3 separate regions of the Mus musculus genome follow, and all the other regions are linked to region 2. Evidence: chromatin contacts called from public promoter capture Hi-C data. All regions are on one chromosome and are shown on one strand. The core of a region is the stretch at or near the end of the contact, and the rest is flanking DNA. Distances in the headings are between cores, read along the strand shown.

Region 1 (2,724 bases), core at 197-2,696, 37 kb after region 2:
CACGTGAGGGAGATGGGTCAGACAAACACGGACATGTGAGAAGACTGACCCACCTCATCTGCGTGTGAAACATGGATTTCACTGCCTCATGACTGAAAGACAAAACAGACACCCACGAGGAAGTCAATACCACTGCAGCCCCAAGAGAGCACAGCATTGTGGGCTCACGCAATCAGGGCATTGACAGTCACGACCAACCTCACCCCTGCTAGCTGGGCTCCCCTGCCAGGGTGCTGCCCGGAACAGTGAGAGCGCACTGGGAACAGGGTTACAAAATGGAGTCACAGAGGGATTCACTGCTGAACAACTGACCTCCTTTCCCAGGTCCTCAGTGTCCACTTAGAGTACAACAGTGAGATTGTTGTAAGACAACGTAACTGAGAAGAGAGTGCTGAGAAAAATGTAGAGATGATTTTCCTGTCCCAGTGACTAGCATGGTGCATCAATAAGCACGGCCTTTTTGGTGACTCTCTTTGGGGGAGAGTTCTGAATTGCATATGTAGAGAGTACTTATTGTGGTTAAAATGGGGCCACTGAGCCGGGCAGTGGTAGCACACACCTTTAATCCCAGCACTTGGGAGGCAGAGGCAGGCAGATTTCTGAGTTTGAGGCCAGCCTGGTCTACAGAGTGAGTTCTAGGACAGCCAGAGCTAAAAGAGAAACCCTGTCTCGAAAAAAAAAAAAAAAAAAAAAAAAAAAAAAAAAAAAAAAAAAAAAAATGGGGCCACTGATACCATGTCCAGGCTGATTTCCAGTGTCGCAGGCAGATAGGCAGTGACTGTAATGACCTTCTCCCTTGCACAAAAGCAAACAGATCCAGGGAACACATGACCACTCACAGTTAGTAGATACAAAGAAGCTACAGCAGACACCAGAGATGCCCTGAAGCACGGGCCCTAGGTTCATTAATTATTACACAGTCAGAATAGGGGCCTGGGGTCACCAGCACTTACAGAAGGGCCATCTGGGAATTGTGCATAGCTAAGTGTGATTAACTCAGTCAACCAGGCTAAACCTGGGTAACAGATCCTCTAAAAAGATTCCATGAGGTCTAGGCCAATTGTCCCTAGAGGCTTAGACCCTGGAGTACAATGTGCTAGAAAATATTATTCTCAGAGTCCAAAATAAGCTTTCCCAATCTTTGTCATCTCTCTCAACTGCTTTAGATACTGGGGTCAGGAACAGAAAGGAAATAAGAACTCATAGCCTTGGCTATGTGGCCACTTCAACCTGGTTCTCAGCTGAGACCCAGAAACCACTGTCTCTGGCTTCAAGGAAGGTTTAGGAGAAAGCTGCTGGTGGGTGGCTCGAAGTTGGCTTTCATCTGTCATGTGCCCCACTCCCAAGATCCAAGTGTCTGCCCACGTGTCTTTGATCTGTGCCTTTCTGGGGGCAAAGGGCTGAACCCTGAGGACTGCGTCACCTGGGTTCCTTTGCTCTTTGGCCTCTGGGTGAGGTTGGCCAAGTGGAAGAGAACGGGGTTGAAGTTGTTAGCCCGTATTTCCAGCAGTGCCTAACTTCTTTGCAGGAGCAGTTGTATGGCACAGCTCAGTGGAAGGAGCCATCTTTCCGAGCACATTGTTCAGGCTTCATCCCCCCCCCCCCCCAGACCTCCCCAGCCTGAGCTGCACCATCAGGCCCCAGGCTGTTTATCGATCCTATTCCTTTTGTGCCTGGTCCTTCCCAAACCCTGCCCACATGCCTGTAAATTGTCTTTTTACTAAATTCTGTCTGACTCTACTCCTTTGAATGTGCTTTCTACTTTCTTATAGACCCTTAGCTAGCACAGGCTACTGCCAGAGCACTTTTTTTTGGCTCTAGGCAAATAATCCCAGAGGTCAAGTTTTAGAGCAGTAGTTAATGATTTATCCAATACACGGAGGCAGACCTAGAGATTCAGAAACGGACAAGGTAAAATTCTTCTGCATCCACCTCAGTTCCTGCCTCTCCTCGGTCTGGAGTGAGACTCTGAGTTGCCGAACATTGGCAGTGCATGGCAGTCCACGTTTACAAGTTTGACTTTGGTTGAAATCAAGTAGAAGATTGCCCAATCCCCGTTGCACTCACTTGCCATTGTTGAATATGACAGTGCAGTTTGGCCAGCAATCATGGTTCACCAGGCCCAGGTTGGGGAAGATGCCCACACCTACTGCCTGTAGCCCTCTCTGGTCACTGAGAGTGAAACCGTTGCAGTTGATCTACCCAGAGGACAAGAGAAAAGATTCAGTCAACAGGCACAGATCGGTACAGATTATCACCCTAGATGTTGAAGAAGTTTGAAAACTAGAGGGCCTCATGAGTCTGGGAAAGGGACAGGTAGGGAGGTGGGGCAGGGTGTTAACAAAGATAGGAGGGGACAATAGGGGTGGAGAGATTATCCGAATATAGTATATGCATGTGTAATTACAAATAGCAAAAATGATCAATCTTTTAAAAGGGAGATTTTCATCCTGAAGACTTGTTTTTCACACATTTCACACGAGATGTGTGCCATGGAAGGAGTCCCATGTTTAACAAAACCACTTTGAAGCTCTCAGTAGTTCCAGCCTAATAAGGACCAAAGACAGGAATGCTGGCTGCTAATGCCATCTGTGTCTCAGCGGTTGTTTTAAGTATCCATCTTGGTTTATCTTTCCATATTCTGGTGTGGTGTGTGTGTGTGTGTGTGTGTGTGTGTGTGTGTGTGTGTGTAAATCAAATAAGAGCAAATACTCTTGATCTAGG
Region 2 (2,872 bases), core at 270-2,769:
GAGTTACAGGGAGGCAGACAGCTGGAGGACAGGAAAAGTGTAGAAGAGACACAAATTCAAACATAGAGGAAGAAATACCCCGACACCTTCAGCTGGCCTATGCCTGTGACCTCTAGGGAAAGGTGGGTGATGAGGCTGGGTTTGGCAAGCCTAACAGCCTCACTAGAAGCTTAGACAATGGCAGTCATTTTGCAAGACAAAAATGAAAGCAAAGTGCAAGCTCTATTTTGAGCAGTCATCACAGTCAGGACAGTAGACACAGACCTTCCACGCTATCCGGGGCCTGTCACTGCTAGAGCAATAGGGACCATGGGTTCAAAACTGAGGCATGGCATACCCCAGCCTCAGATTTATAAGTCTATGTAGCCTCGGGGCAGAAAAGACTAGAGGATGGAGGGCCGATGGCTGTGAGTAATGAGGCTGATGCTAAAGTCTAAACAGAAGAGAAATAGGCTGTGAAGTGGCACTTGCTGAGAACTGCCTAGGATGCTGGAATGGGGAGATGAAGATGCTCTGGGTGACAATTCCCCCATGACAAACAAGAACATCAGAGATCTTTGGAAGCATCCTTAGGCCTCTTCCCCAAGGCCACTTCTAGTCAGGCTGAATGCCCGTGTACCATCTTAGTGCCCTGTTCTTAGTTGTGAGGCAGGGATGGGACAAAGTCAGCAGGTAATGCCATCTTTCTTGGCTGGACTTGTCTCTAGCAGATAAAATAATCTAAGTTTTCAGACTGCTGCTTTAGTTAAAGAGCTTACACCTGCTGACAGTAGATGCCTTCAAAGGGGAGGCTTGTCTGGACTAAGGCTTGCCTGGACTGAGACTTGCCTGGATTGAGGCTTGCTTGGAATCATTGAAGAAGAATTCTCAAAATACAAAACAGCTTTAAGGACTGATAAAATGTATGTAAAATTATGTTTGTATAATAATAAAAAATGAGAAATAAACATAAGGTTATATGAAAAAGGTTTTGAGTTCAAAGGTATTTCTCCCCATGTAATGCGCGCGCACACACACACACACACACACACACACACACACACACGTATGTGTGTTTATGTATGTACATATGGATATGTAGTGACATGTATATAAATATATGCATACATACAAGTGTACACATGTACAAACACATACATATGTGCACTTAGGTATATATGCATATGTGCATTGCTGGAGATGTGATTCACATGTTTCTAAATTATTTCTAAATGTATGTATGTTGCACATACATACATTTGTCAACATACATTTCAACCATGCACACTTATTTCATGAGTAGGGTTAAGTCACCATAAAGGCAACATTTACAGAGAGCTTTGCCCTTGGTTGGACTCACTAATGTTTGCTGAATTAGAACAAACCTCTGCCTTGCCCACTCTGATTTTTATCGTTGACCATTGCTCTCAGGAGTTAATGTTTGAGCCTGGCCATAAATAAATCGACAATCACTGACCTATGGCCTATATCTGAGGAGGAAGAATCCCCTTATAAAATAGGCAACAGTGGGTGACCTGGCAGGCAGAGCTGTTGTGGTCAGCTGTGGAAAGGAAGCCTCGTTGCCACCATGAACTTCTCCGGCAAGTACCAATTGCAGAGCCAGGAGAACTTTGAGCCATTCATGAAGGCAATAGGTGAGTGGTGATTATGACAGCAACGAGGGGCTAGCCCTACTATCAACAGATAGTCCAGGTCTGGTGTTGAGGTGGAAGGAGGGGTCCAGGCTATACCGAATTGAGGAGTTCTCCAGTGACTCTCCTGCTCTCTTGTTACTTTTACTGCTCCCCACTGGACAAAGCTACTCCAGGGAAGTGGAAACAACCCTACATTGGAAGATGAACTGGTTCGAAGTGTGTGTCTCATGGCACTTTATTCTAAGACCTTGTTCCTTCACTCACTTTCTAGCAAACATTGATTCAAGGCCAACCATACGCCAACCCCATGCTTGTACATATACCAGAGAGACAGAGTGTGATAGGCTACAATCCTGACCAATGTTCAGAGACAAAGCTACAATCTTGACCAGTTATTTGGAGATAAATGGAATGAAGTGTCTCCTAATATGTATGACTCTATACCAGGCATTGCCATGCAATGCCCACAGTAAATACTCACCATAAAACTGAGCTGTTTTCCCATTTTACAGTTGAGGCGACTGGGGTAGGTGAGGTAGCTGTGATGAGGCTCACAGTTTAGAGAGTGTTTGTGTTGGAGTTAGAAGCAGGTGCTGGGTCCCAGAGACCCTATTTAAACACCCTATGTCTCCCAGGGTACTCAGGTACGGGGGAGACTGTGATGATGAAAGCTGAGCCTGGAACCAGGGAGAGAAGAGTATATAACAGGAAGAAAGAGGCCTGTGGGCAGAGGGGGAAGTGGAACAAAGGGGGTTACCAACATGGAAAAGATGAGGAACAGCAAGAGTGGGGAAAGGACTCTCGGGTCATCCTAGGACTCAGAGCTTCTTTTGCAGACAAGTCAAAGATCATGAATGTGAGGATCCCTTAGTTTTGCAAGGGACCCTCCACTGTCACTGTGAACTCCCCGGTTCTTGTGAACTCCTGTTCATGTAAAAGCACAGATTTGTTCTGAAATCTGAAAAGCCCTATTCTAGGGTAAAGGATTTTTGTACATTACCCCCAAGAGCCTTGACTCCAGAGGCCACAGCAAGTTTGCCAGGCATGGTCCTACTTTGTGCATGGCCTAATTATCTGTAGCTCCCATATCACTTCAAAGGTAATTGGATTTGGAAGCTAAACATTCTGGAGGATGAAGTGTTCCCACTCTAAGAGCCAGGCCACTAAAGAAGGAGGGATCTGTGGGGGGTGGAGGGGAGGATGAGTAAGAAGCAGGGAGCCACAGAGGGAAGGGTCTT
Region 3 (2,963 bases), core at 342-2,841, 55 kb before region 2:
GTGGGTCCACAGTGAGCTGACACACACCACTCTGCTGCCTACAAATGCACGTGCATTCAGCTTAGAAGCAAGGCTGTGCTAAATTATCAACCAGGCAGGTCCCACCTTTTGACATTGCAACATAACTTTGCTATCTACAAAGTTCAGGCCTCAGAATGGTGCCATCAAGTTATAAGAGCAAGAGATACATGAAATCACATAATGTTTTAAGTAAGCTTAGAATTTTGTTTTGGGCCTCCCTATTCATAGCTATTCTCAGTCACATGCATTAGACATGCCTGAAACCAAGAATATTATCAAATAGAACCAGGGTGGATAATGTAATGCTGGGCAATGGGTATAAACAGAAATGACGTTAGGAATCTGGGACACAGGAATCAGCCCACATAGGAGTCCATGACATGGGACATAGGCACAGCTGCTCAGAAGGCAGAAGCAGGGCCAGGAGGTCAAAGGCTTAGCAGTGCCTTCAGTAACTGCAGGGAGTTCTGGAATGCTGTGAACAACGTTAGAGCAAACTGCCCTGAAATCCTTGCTGCATAAGGATTCTGGACCTGACTAAAGGAAATGCAGCCAGGGAGTTCTACTGATCAAAGGGCTGGGGGTGCTGGGACAGGGCAGAAGCAGGTGGAGCTATGAGGAACATTTTTCCAAAGCCCTGTCCTTGGTCCTCGGTAGAATGGACCACATGATACCCGGGCACTGAGGTGGGGATTCTGCAACCCAAGAAAGACATGAACAAGGCACAGAGGTGAAGAAAGCCCGGCTTGAGCTAAGCATGTGCCAGAATAAGAAGATGGCTTGATTAGCAAACAGTCCCAAGCTTCTCACAGGATTAAGGGCTGTCGGTCGGTTCTGAAAGATCACTTCAAGGGACAGCGCAGAAAAAGCTACAAGAAACAGCTAACGACTTTTTTTTTTTTTTTTTTTTTAAGACTGTTGTGTCAGGGCTCTGGACTCAGATCTCCGCTGTACTTTACTGTGATAATTACTTTTTGGAACGTTTCTGGATTTTATTCCAGAGCGGAGACAGGGCAATAACCACGATAAATAATAACAGTAATCCCGCCTTTGGGGCGGGATTCGGCGCGGCGGTAGCGGAGGTGGGGAGGCATGGAGTCTCGCCCCTAGTGGTAGATCACTACTCCTGGATTGGAGTTTAAAGCAAGGCCTGGGAGGGCGGGCGGTGTACACCCGCTGGCGAGCTCGCCGAACCCTAAGACCCCATCCCTACCCTCTGAACACAGCGCACTGTCCTGAGTTTCCGGGTTACTCCCACACTGCCGAACCCTGGCTGCAGGAGAAAAACATGAGAAATCCTCCACCCGCGCGGGCTGCTAGGGCTATTGGGGCTGCTGCCATCCTAAGGCCCCAGCTGGCTTTAAAACGGTGGCCCGGAAGCCAAGCTGAGCTACGGGACCAGGACAGCAGCCAGAAATCTGACGTGTCACCGTGGAGAGCGCGGGGTGGGGGGCACGCAGCAGAGAACTGGGCGAGGTTACCGTAGGGGCGCGGAGCTGCCTGGAGACCCGAGTCCAGTGGGCGACGCGCACAGCTCTGACTTCCCTGAGCCGGAGGTTCTGAGTTTAAAGCCAAAGCTGGGGAGGAGCTCCTACAGAGGGCGGAGGAGGGGGAGTGGAGAAGGGACTTCGGGGAGGGGTAGAAGACAGAGCTTGGAAGACAGGAGTAGGGGGGTCGGGTGGGGGACAAGGCAGACACCGGAACACTAGCCTTTGTGTTCAATGAGTGCCTTTCAGACTCTGGATTCTCTTTTAGACTCATGATCTTCGCTGAGACTCGATAGAATAAAAGACGGTGACATTTTGTTCTGTTTTTATTTGTTTGTTTACTTATTGAGAGACCTGTCTCTATGTAGCTCTGGCCACTCAGGAGATTGTATGTAGAGCAGGCTGGCCTTGAACTCACAAAGAGATCTGCCTGTCTTTGCACATCCCTTTCCTAACTCCTCCACCGAGTGCTGGGATTAAAAGCTTTGTTTTGTTTTTAGATGAGAAATCAGAGGGCAATGTGGGAAGAAGGACTTAGCCTTCCACCATTCCATCCTTTGGCTTTCAGGATTCTGGTTTACATAAATCCAAGAGCCTGTGCTAAAATCCACCAGATGGGTGCATCATTTAGCTAAAAAATTCTTAATAGAACAATACTATCTATAGAAGCGTAAGTCTGACTCAGTTTCCCCCTCCCCTTCCTTTTCTCTATGTTCTCCCCCCTTCTTCATGGAAGCTGGTTATACAGTAAAGGATGATCTTGAAGTCCCGATCTTCCATCTCCATCTCCTGAGTGCTGACATTACAGACTTGTGTTACCAACGGCTTATGCTGGGAATCGAAGCAGAACTTTGTGTGGGCTCGGCAAGCACCTTACCAGTGGAGCTGCAGTCTCAGGCCCTAATTTATTTTTCAGGGAGGGAAAAAAGCAAGAATTTGGGGTATTTTTTTCTCCAAACATGATCAAATGTCCCAGGATTTACATTCACGCTCCAAGATAAACATAGGTTTGAAGATGGACCAGACAAGTACAGTCTAAGATTTATTCTTAGCCCTGGCCTTGGCCTGGTCTTTGCCTGTCTCCTTCCTCCTCCTGAGGCCTGTGCTTATTCAAGTTGCCTGCCGTCTAGTCCTCCCCTACACAGGCCATCCACTAGGCAACAGTGTGTGAAGCTGCCCCTGAGTAGCCAGCTCAGTCTCCTGGTAGAAGGCACTGAGAGACTGTCCCTGCTCAGGATATGGGATAGGCCTTCTGAGTACAAAATGGGCCAGGGACTTGCCATAGAGTTGACAGAGGTCAGAGGCACCAACCTATTGAGGGATACAGGTCAGCCATGGACCTTCTCCAACGTGTTTCTGTACTTTCCATGAGGTGCATTTAACCATTCAGAAGCCAGGAAAACTGGGACTCACAAAAGTCAGCAGTGTTTGTTACAGTGTTCCCAAAGAAATCGC

What was found. Promoter capture Hi-C pulls out the DNA fragments that hold promoters and counts their contacts.
Region 1: a contact with region 2 is called in a promoter capture Hi-C map of liver. The contact joins the enhancer-like site here to the promoter of Fabp1 in region 2. A contact is called at or near these places in 6 of 39 promoter capture datasets (the HPC-7 cell line, embryonic stem cells, epiblast stem cells and 2 more), 1 of 15 datasets of contacts at CTCF or cohesin (the NIH/3T3 cell line), 12 of 484 Hi-C or Micro-C datasets (B cells, liver, macrophages and 4 more), 8 of 115 datasets of contacts at active chromatin or transcription factors (embryonic fibroblasts, embryonic stem cells, hepatocytes and 3 more) and 2 of 9 other capture datasets (adipose tissue and liver).
Region 3: a contact with region 2 is called in a promoter capture Hi-C map of liver. The contact joins the promoter of Thnsl2 here to the promoter of Fabp1 in region 2. A contact is called at or near these places in 9 of 39 promoter capture datasets (3T3-L1-derived adipocytes, the HPC-7 cell line, embryonic stem cells and 5 more), 1 of 115 datasets of contacts at active chromatin or transcription factors (embryonic stem cells) and 4 of 9 other capture datasets (adipose tissue, embryonic stem cells, liver and 1 more).

The regions. Positions count from the first base shown.
Region 1 is chr6:71,235,290-71,238,013 of GRCm38.p6, forward strand. Smyd1 (SET and MYND domain containing 1) reads right to left here. Exons shown (of 10, transcript NM_001160127.1): 4 at 2,068-2,198; 5 at 54-92. Among named protein-coding and RNA genes, the nearest start is that of Smyd1, 26 kb to the right of the region's middle. Within about 2 kb of position 1,447, at least 23 of the 459 cell types and tissues checked have an H3K27ac peak or open chromatin away from gene starts, as enhancers often do. A contact at or near this core is called in embryonic stem cells, hepatocytes, intestinal crypt epithelium and 3 more, where this site is marked.
Region 2 is chr6:71,198,360-71,201,231 of GRCm38.p6, forward strand. It overlaps Fabp1 (fatty acid binding protein 1, liver), which reads left to right and starts at 1,520. Exons shown (of 4, transcript NM_017399.5): 1 at 1,520-1,634. The coding sequence starts at 1,568.
Region 3 is chr6:71,142,789-71,145,751 of GRCm38.p6, forward strand. It overlaps Thnsl2 (threonine synthase-like 2 (bacterial)), which reads right to left and starts at 1,592. Exons shown (of 9, transcript NM_001033929.2): 1 at 1,503-1,592.